Linked DNA regions of Muntiacus reevesi: region 2 is linked to region 1. Evidence: chromatin contacts called from public Hi-C data. All regions are on one chromosome and are shown on one strand. The core of a region is the stretch at or near the end of the contact, and the rest is flanking DNA. Distances in the headings are between cores, read along the strand shown.

Region 1 (5,040 bases), core at 2,131-4,630:
GAGTGTAGACAAGACTGCCAGGAGAAGGCAAAGGACAAGAGTTTACTCCCCTTCTCTGTGCTTCTTACCAGGGCTGTACCTGGCCTAGAAGGTGTCCTGCTCGTTTACATAGTCCCGATGCCCATTTGAATACATACCTGTCCCCACTACAATGCTGAGAGCTCCTGGGGGCCTGGGACCCTGGCTTTCCGGCTTATTCATTCTTTTAATCACTAGTGTCTGACTCCCAGTGGGTGCTCAACATGTGCTGACTGATTGCAGTTTGTAAATGCTTTTCCGTTGTTTTAACCCAGTTGATGACTGACTTCTCCTTGAAATATGTTCACCTCCTATATGGATTTCCTCTTTTTGGCTACTCCTCCAAAGACTCTTTTTCAGGTTCTTCCTCATTTCCTGGCACTAAATGTAGGAAGGCCCCACTGCCCAATCTTTATCCTTCTTTTCTTTCACAAACTCATTTACTCCCTGGGTGATCCAATCCATTCTAAGGATTTTTTAAAAAGATTATTATTTGGCCATGCTGCAAGCTTATAGGATCTTAAGTTCCCTGACCGGGGGTTGAACCCATGTCCCTGGCATTGGAAGTGCAGAATTAACCACTGGACCACCAGGGAAGTCCTCATTCTAAGGACTTTGTATTTCACCTCTATGCTAACAACCTTCAAATTTTTATCACCAGCCAGGGCCTTTTCTCTTGAATCCACAATTGACATCAACTGAAATTGAAAAAGTGTTAGTCGCTCAGTCAGGTCCAACTCTTTGCTACCCCGTGGACTGTAGCCTGCCAGGCTCCTCTGTCCATGGAACTCTCCAGGCAAGAAATGACATCAAAGTGCTCACTTAAGATCCTATCTAGCAGGCATCCCAGTCTTGCATATCTAGCAGGCATCTCAGTCTTCACATGTCAAAAACTAACATTCCACACAAAACCTGCTCCTTCTGCAGCCTTTCCTGTCTCAATTAGCAGCAACTCCATCCTTTCAGTTCTCAGGCCAAAACCCTTGCTTCTTCCTTTTCTCTCCCAACTACATCAGGTCGATGAGGAAACCTGTCACCTCCACCTTCAAAATAGAGCCAGGCTTTGATCTCTTTTCACCATCCCTGTTACCTGCTACCTGCTCCAAGCCACTATGTTCTCTCACCTGGATTACAGCCACAGTCCTTCAGCTGGTCTCCTATTTCCTCCCTTGTCCCTCCTTAAATCTATTCTGTGAACAGTAGCCACAAGGAACCTTTTGAAACATAAGTCAGATCATGTCGCTCTGCTCAGAATCCTCCATCCCAGCTTCTCATTTTACTCAGAGTAGGAGCCCTTCCTCTCAAAGCCCATGTGATGTTGCTCTGCCTACTTCTCTGCTTCACCGTTCACTCCTCCTCCTCTATTCCCTCTGCTCCAGGCATACTGGGTTCCTCACTATTCCCCCACACTCAGCATCCTCCTAACCCAGCGCTTAAAAGATGAAAGGTAAATGTGAAGCGTATCAAAGAGATAATATAGGAGAATATATTAATAAGCTTGAGTAAGGTTGATAAATTTGACTTCATTAAAACCAAGAATTTCTGTCCATCAAGATACCATAAGGAGGAAGAAAACACAAGCCCCAAACTGGGAGAAATTATTTGTAGTGTGTATACATCTGACAAAGGATTAGTATACAGAAAATATAGTGTGACCATAAATCAGTAAGAAAATTATCCCCCCAAACACAGAAAATGGATAAAAAATTTAAACAAGACATTTCACAAAAGATTAAACAGGAGTAGCCCCTTAATCATGTGAAAAGATTCTCATCCTCATTAGTAGTAGGTAAATGCACAAAACATTAGGAAGTAGAACAATAGCCAAGGGGTGGTGAGGTTGTGGGGTAACAGCAGTTGTGAACGAGTACGGCCACAGTACTGTTTTGGTGTGTGCCCTGGAGAATCTCTGCATAAGTAGATGAGAACACATGAATGCAAGAATGCAGTACGGTTTGAAATAGCAAAAAAATGAAACTGAAAGTCACTCAGTCGTGTCCAACTCTTTGCAACCCCATGGACTATAGCCTGCCAGGTTCCTCTGTCCATGGAATTCTCCAGGCCAGAATACTGGAGTGGGTAGTCGTTCCCTTCTCCAGGGGATCGTCCCAACCCAGCAGTCAAACCCAAGTTGAACCCAATGTGATCGAACCCTCACTGCAGGCGGATTCTTTACCATCTGAGCCACCAGAGAAGCAAAAAAAAAAAAAAAAAAAAATGTTGATTCTCAAATGTCCATCAACACTAGAATGGATAAATATATTTGAGACACTAGAATCACATGAGGGAATACTGCATAGTAATAAAAAGAACTCAGTTAACATGTACAAAATGCATGAATCTCGAAGTATGTTGTTAAACAAGAGAAGCAAGTCACAGAATACATACACTACCATTACATTTATACGAAGTTGGAAGGTAGCACAAACAAAAACAATATCTTACATAAGGCCACACAGTTAAATATGTGGTAAAACTATACAGAGAAATAAGGGAATAATTACAGGATGGCGTGAGAGTGGGCACATGTGAGATGAATGATGTCAGGGAGAAACACAGGAACTGGTACTGTATTATTTGCTCTCCTTTTGGTAGATTTGCAGATTTTCATTTTACTATAGTTTTTTAAATACTACAAATATGTAGTATACAGTCTCTTGTATGCATGTCACAATAAAACAGGTTGAGTGCAGAAAACAGTGGAAAAGAGTGTCTAAGATGTGGAAATCATATATATCATTTGCAGGACCAATGTGAACAAAACCAAATGTTACAGTACACAAATGGTTATTTCTGACCTGGGGTAAAATCTCCAGTGGCTTCATCATAAATGGATTCAAAAGGTCTGTAATGAAAGTGGTGTACTCTAGAAAACTGTAAAGAGAAGTAAAAAAGCAGCCTTGGTGATGACAAAGAGAGTGATAATGAAGATGCATGAAACTCTTCAAAAGAATTTTTTTCCATTAGATCACAGTGAAAATAAGTACCTTTAAATTAACATGATTTTACATGTGACTTTAAGTATGTATGATTCATTAATCTATACATTAAAATAAGGCAAGTAGACATGTATTTCTTCTACATTTATAAAACTATATGTATAGTCAAGTTGGACAAAAAAGTTTTCTTTCAATCGTCCTATTGGGATTACGGTGTTATATTTGGTTCACATGGTTACCTAGGTGTCAGATTGGAAACAGTTTTACCTGGAATGAATTTTTGCCATTTCTGATCCACATTGTACTTCACACAGTGATTTCCTGAAGGAAATATAATGATCTGTTCATCGAAGAAGAAGACATTGTTGGACACGTGGGATCGAAGACCAAAAACATGCAGCGACTGAGCTACCACAGTGGACATGGTCCGGGTAGTTCCGCTAAAGATGCAACGCAGCTGGTGAGCAAGGAGAAACGCGAAACCCCGCCCACCCTGCCGCACCCTCCCCGCGACACGCCCGTGGGTCCGCCCCCGAACTGCTCCTCCGCCCCCTCCCCTTAGCAAACTCGCCCGGTGCCCCAGACCCAGCTCCTGCGTCTGCTCGTTCTTTTCGCCCTCGCGGCTTCCTGCTCCTCTGGACGACCCCCAGAGATCTCTCCCACCTGTAAGCTTCTGCTCTCTGGATCACCAGACCACGCGTGTGTCCAGGGTACTGCCCCTACGAATCCGAAGCAACCGGCACTCCCCGACGCCGGAGCGGTTCCTATAGCAACGGCAAGCCGGAAGTCTGTCAGCACCCGGAAGCGGAAGTCTTTTGCTCAGAGAGCTCAGGAGCAGCTGTTTGCTCCGGTGCGGTTCGAGTCCACGTGGGTCCGCGGCAGGAGGGCAGGGGGCTGCAAACCCGCCGCGGCGAGGGGCGCCCTTTTCCAGGCGCGGGCGTCTCGGGCTACTCCGCTTCCTTCGGTGGGTGTGGACTCGCGCGTGGTGAGATGGACACCCCCCCGCTCTCAGGTTCGGACTCCGATTCTGATGACTCTCTTGTCACCGACAGAGAGGTAGGTATCATCCGAGTTCGCGGGGCTGCGCGAGGGAGAGGGCTCCTCACTCTCCCGTTCTCACCGCGGAACGTGCCTTGTAGTTGCAGGATGCGTTTTCCCGAGGGCTTCTAAAGCCAGGCCTCAACGTGGTGCTAGAGGGGCCGAAGAAGGCCGTGAATGACGTGGTGAGTTCGGGGGCCCGGTCGGAGGATGCTAGACTTGGGAGGCGCGCGAGGCACTGTTGTGCTCCAGAGACTGCGTTCTAGTTCCAGGAAAGACATCCTGCGCATTGCCAAGAGGGTCAACTACCTGTCGGGGTCTTGGAGGTTGGCACTTCGTTTGTTGGCCTGTTACCTTTCTGTGAGCTTGGTGTCTGAATTTCCTAGAATGGCCTGAAGCAGTGTTTGGCTGAATTCAAGCGGGATCTGGAATGGGTTGAAAGGCTTGATGTTACCCTGGGTCCGGTACCAGAAATCAGTGGACCTCAGTCAACATCTCAGAACCAGGATCCGAAAGCTGTTGATCCAGAAGATGACTTTAAGCGTGAGATGAACTTGTATGTATGTTTTCTAGTGTGTGAAAGGTTGTGGGTCCCTGTGCTAGAGAGTGGGGAAGAGGATCGAGGCCGTGAGCTTGTGTTCCTCCGAGGTGTCCTAAGCCTGGGAGTAGGGAGGAAAGCTTCTTTGGACTAAAGAGTAGGAGATGCTCCGTGGTTGAGAGAAAAACCCCGTGGTCCAGCAGTCACAATTTAAAGTCCAGTTTATTTTCAAATATTAAGTTTTAAAGTTTTTTGTGCAGTTGATTATGAAAACAAAAAGTTTCTTATGCGGGATCCTTTTATGGACTTTTTTTTTTAGTGACTAAATAAGAATGTGTAACTGGCGTTTGTAAGTTAGTGAGCACTTCTAAAGTGGTCATTTTATTAAACTACTAATTCATTTTAAGCAATACTCCCCACCCCTTTTAAAAGATTTCTCCTAATGAGTTAATGAGGTTTCATTACCATTTTTGTGTGTGTGTGTGTGTGTTCTTGCTGGTGGAGGTC
Region 2 (4,882 bases), core at 2,053-4,552, 530 kb after region 1:
CCACTTCCACCCACACACCCCACAGAGCAGTGCCTAAACACACAGTCTCATACCACACACAGAGTCATACTCACCAAACACACAGTCATATTCAAACACAGTCACTCTTACAACACACATACACAGCCACACATGTACCAATCACACATACACAGCCCTCCCATACATAGAACCAATACATGGCTACACAACCACACATCATACACACACCCAGCTATACTCTCACACCACACAGTCTCACAGGCACACACTCCCCCGTGCCCCACCTCCGGCCCCCACACACGGTGCCCAGCACAGGGCCTATTTGTGCATACATCAGTAGATGCTTGCTAAGCTGCACAGACTCCTTTTGAGTTCCTACAGACAAGGACGGCAAATGAGGGGGAGAAAGTACTGATAAGAGGAGAGTGGTGTTTCCTCTGAACCTTGAGGAAATAATGGCATTTCAAAAGGCAGAGTAGACTGGTGGAAATACTTTAGAGTGACATGAACAAGGTGATGAGGGAGGGAAGTCCAGGCTATGATGGGACACTGATGACAGTGAATGAAAGATTGGCAATTCTTCAACCTTTGTGGAAAACAACAACAAAGAATAATGGAAGGGACACCAACTACATTTAGGGCTGGATCCCAATGGTGACATATTACTGTCTTTACAACTCTGCAAATTACTCAATCACTCTGAGCCTCAACTCCTGTATCACTAAAATTGTGATACCAACTGACACAGCCGGACTGTGACAGGAAATGCCTATCAAATGCTCAGTGTAAAGTGTGGCATGTACTGGTCATTCAGTACATGACAGCTGCGATTAACTGCTGAAGACACTATATGCTAGCCCTGTAAAGAAGGCAAGGATGAAAAAGAGTCCTTACGTGATCTTGTTAGAAAAGGAAAACATTCAATTTAAAAATGGTACTGTATATAATCTAAAATGTGAAATATGGACAGTACGTTAAACCTTTAAGGAGTGGGGTGGGGGGGTGGTCAGTAAACTTTTTCTGTAAAGGACCAGGGAGTATATACTTAGTAAATATTTGGGGCCACAGGATCTCTGCTGCAACTACTCAACTGTGCCGTTCTATCATAAAAGCAGACATAGAAAATCCATAAGTGATTGGGTGTGGCTGTATCCTAACAAAACTTCATTTTAAACAAAAGAAAGCAAACTATAATCTACCAATCTCTGTTAAGAGTGTTTTTGTTTTTTGTTTTCAAGAATCTAGGTAAGTAATGTTTAAAAAAAAAAAAAAAGGCTGCTTCACTTCCAAAACTGCAAAAATAAATAAATAAATAAATAAACAAGAAACTATTCCTTGATACTTAGTCACTGTCTCCTGACCATCCCTTTAAAAATCACAACCCCTCCAAAACAAAAAGTTAAAAATAAAAATTATAACCCCTTCCCCCACACTCAGTTCCCCCTTGCCCCATAGCACTTCTCACCTTCTAATGATCTGTTCTTTATGTCTGTTATTTAGTATAGGCCTGCCCCTGCAAAACATGAGTCCCATTAGGGCCAGGTTCTTTGCTTTATTCATTAATGTAAACCAAACTCCTAGAGCAGTGGCTGTCAAACATAGATCCTTAATAAATATTTGCTAAATAAACTGAATGAAGACCAGGCCTGTCTCCACAACCCATTTCATGCTTACTTGTGTCTATTCTCACCCACGATTCCTTAGCAATCTCTTAATTTCTGCCCACTTCCTCCTTAATGCATTCACAGGATCTTGTACTGGCTTTTAAGGTGTTTTGCAATTATCTGCTTACATGTCTGTTCCCACTATCAGTTTATAAGCAATTTGTGGACAGGGACTGGTTTGGTAATGTCTCCAGCACAAGGCCTGGTGCTCAAAATTTTTTAAGTATGAGTGAATGGTTATGATCTTAATTTACCTCTCACTCCTGCCCATCCCACCTAGGGCTCCAATATCTCTCTTTATGCAATGAGTTACAAAGCCTCCACTCACTACTGATCCTACTATACTGAGAATCCACAATATACCAAGCTCCGACTCTTCCCAGACCTGAATACTGGACTGAATAAGATTTAAGACTATAGTCACCACCCTAAAAGACTTTACGGTACAGTGCAGCGTCATGGGCCACCAACTCCAGAAACTGTCATACAAGTGTAGAAGGTTAAGTTCCAGGCGAAGCAAGAAACTTGTAATTTGCCCAAGGGCATACAGCAAATGAGTGGCAGAACTGGGAGCCATGCCCATCGCTCCAAAGTCAGAGCTTTTAAGCGCTACACCAGTAATAAATACAGTCCCATGGAAATTCTGATGACACAGGCATATCTCCCTGAAGAGTTCAGGGATAAGCAGCTTCATGGAAAAGCTAGTCTTTTAGTCAGGACTTGCAGGATGTGTGAGCAAAACTGGAACTGACAGAGATGGGGAACCCACCATCTAAGAAGACAGTGCCAGGTAAAGAGCATTTCCATATCACATTTCAGAGATTTGGTGAGAAAGGGACTCATGGCGCTTGTCTTCGCGGGAGGTTCAGAGGTACAGGCAGGACCACAGGTGGAAGGGACTGAGACGGTGGAAAAGGAGTCAGGTCTAACAAGAGTCAAGAAGATGGGGCTGGTGATCAGAGATGTTGAAGGCCAAGGGCCTGGGTTAGAGGGACGGGACCAAGCTGGAAAGCGGTCTGAAGGGCCTTTAGTTAGGGTCAAGTCGAGGCTTGGAGGGAGGAAGGAAAGAGGGGAGCTTGGAAATATCAGGAGAAATGTGTGAAAGAACTGCGAACTGAAGAAGGGAGGTGGATAAGGAGACAGAGAGAGAAGAGGACCAAAAGAGTCAGAGGGTCCGAGGAGACTGGTCAGGGTGGGAACCCGACCCAAGAGGTTGGGTTGTGTGCAGCCGGGCGGAGTCTGAGGTACGAGCGTTCTAGAGGAGCTAGGTTCAGAGCTGCCGGGCGGGGTTGGGGCCGGAGGGGTGGGAGAGAAGGAGAAGCTGACGCCAAAGATATGGTCAGTGGTAGCGGGACTGGGTACTCAAAGGCCAACAGAAGGGCGGGAAGGCAGGGGCTTGGGGCCAGAGGCTGGCCGGGCAGGCCGGGGGAAGGGGCCAGGAGTTGGGACGAGGGAACACAGGGCCCCGTTTGCTCCCCAGTGGGTCCGCGGAACAAAGCCACAACCCCGGCTGCCCGGTGAGAGGAAAGGAACTAAGCTGAGAGCTCCCCGCGAAGCCACTAGCGCCTAGCCACCGCGGCCTCCGGCCCGACCCCAACCCACCTAGTTCCAGTGTCTCCCGGTCAGGAACAGCACCGCCTCGCTGAGCCGGGGGGAGGAGCCGGAACCGGAACCCGGGAAGGATCCGCCCTACCTCTTCAGGATTGGTTCCTGAGGATTCCCTTTCCTTTTTACTGGCTATACTGGCTGCCACAACGCAAGAATCCCTGGTGTGGCCTGCTGGGAGTTGTAGTCCTGTGGAAGATAATAGGCTCGGAGAAGAAATTTGAGAAGTTTAGAATTTAGTGGTGGAAACTGGATTCCCTGTAAGGTCGAGGGCTTCCTGCTGCGCTCCGGCGTTTAAAGCCCAAAGTGCGGGCCACCAGTGTGGGAAGTAGTAGACTATGTAGCGCTAACCTACATGATCTAGGGGTCACGAATTCAGAGTTTCTTCTTCACTCTAAATTTGCCACCCTTGGCGATTCTGTAGACATCCCCCGAATCCAGAATCCCGTGCCCAACTGGAGATTTATAATTTAAAGTCAAAGGATTTGGAAACTGGAAGGGAATCTATTTATTTATAATGAATTATAGTTGATTTACAATATTGTGTTAGTTTCAGGTGTATAACATTGTGATGAGGGGTAGTTGTTGTTTACTGATTATATTCCATTATAGGTTATTTCAAGATATTGTGTGTAATTGCCTGTGAGATACAGTAAATACTTGTTGCTTATCTATTTTATGGATTCTAGTTTATATCTGCTAATTCAGTAGTCCTAATTTATGCCTCCCCCTGAAAGGGAGTTGAAAGATCAACTAATCCAATACCTTTGTCGGAGAAGCTAAACATTCCCTGGCCAAGGAACCACCTCCAGTTTCCTGAAGTCGCTGCACAGGGATTTTTCTGAGTGCTACTTAGTGAAACTTGACTTTTGTTCATCAATTCAGACACAACAAGACCACTATCCAGGATTAAGATTTTTTTTTTCAGGTTTAATTTTTTAAAAATCTAATCAAATATGTAGGCTAAAATTCTACAAGCCTCTCACATTTTCAAGAATATTTCAGTGCAAAGAGAAAAAAGAGTATTGTCTTCAGAGATAGATACACTAGATTTATAATCCCAGTTCTACCACCTTATTTCCTTCCCCTATAAAATCCCTGGCTGAATTACTGTAAGAATTAAATAAGTTAACATATGTAATACTTCTGCCACCACAAATGTCAGTTCTGTTTCCTGTTGGTAAGTTTTCTTGGGTGCAGTCAGTGTGAACAATGTGAATCAGTTATAAGACTGGGATAGTCGCAAAAGTATGTTTGAAACTAAATACGGATGAGTGAAATATAAATTCCCAACATACACTATGACTTTATAAATGGATATAAATGAAATACTGAGAAGGCAGACTCAGAAATAAAACTGTGGCTTTATTTTTAACTGGTTAAACTCACCTGGGTGGAATCAAGGCTCTTCAAAAGCAGTCCTGTAATGTGCTTTTTGCTTACCAGCCCAAAGCCTTTCCCCACAGCTTCTCATTCCCCATGAAAATAGGAGCATGCCAAATGACAAATACCAAGCTTTTATTTAAGGACTGTACAAAAGCAAACAAAAAATTCCTCCCTGAGTCTCAGAGGGGATTCAAAAGGATCAGTGTAACACACGGCCTCACCCACAGCTGACTTTTCAAGGCCAC

The links. A called contact is a pair of places that touch in the nucleus more often than the background predicts.
Region 2: a contact with region 1 is called in a Hi-C map of blood, with 3 times the contacts expected there. The contact joins the promoter of ZNF691 here to the promoter of CFAP57 in region 1. A contact is called at or near these places in 2 of 3 Hi-C or Micro-C datasets (blood and muscle).

Annotation. Positions count from the first base shown.
Region 1 is chr1:161,529,564-161,534,603 of mMunRee1.1, forward strand. CFAP57 (cilia and flagella associated protein 57) reads right to left here and starts at 3,381. Exons shown (of 22, transcript XM_065911616.1): 1 at 3,225-3,381. The coding sequence starts at 3,381. It overlaps EBNA1BP2 (EBNA1 binding protein 2), which reads left to right and starts at 3,771. Exons shown (of 9, transcript XM_065929628.1): 1 at 3,771-4,013; 2 at 4,097-4,180; 3 at 4,382-4,551. The coding sequence starts at 3,948.
Region 2 is chr1:162,063,417-162,068,298 of mMunRee1.1, forward strand. It overlaps ZNF691 (zinc finger protein 691), which reads right to left and starts at 3,303. Exons shown (of 2, transcript XM_065914865.1): 1 at 3,249-3,303.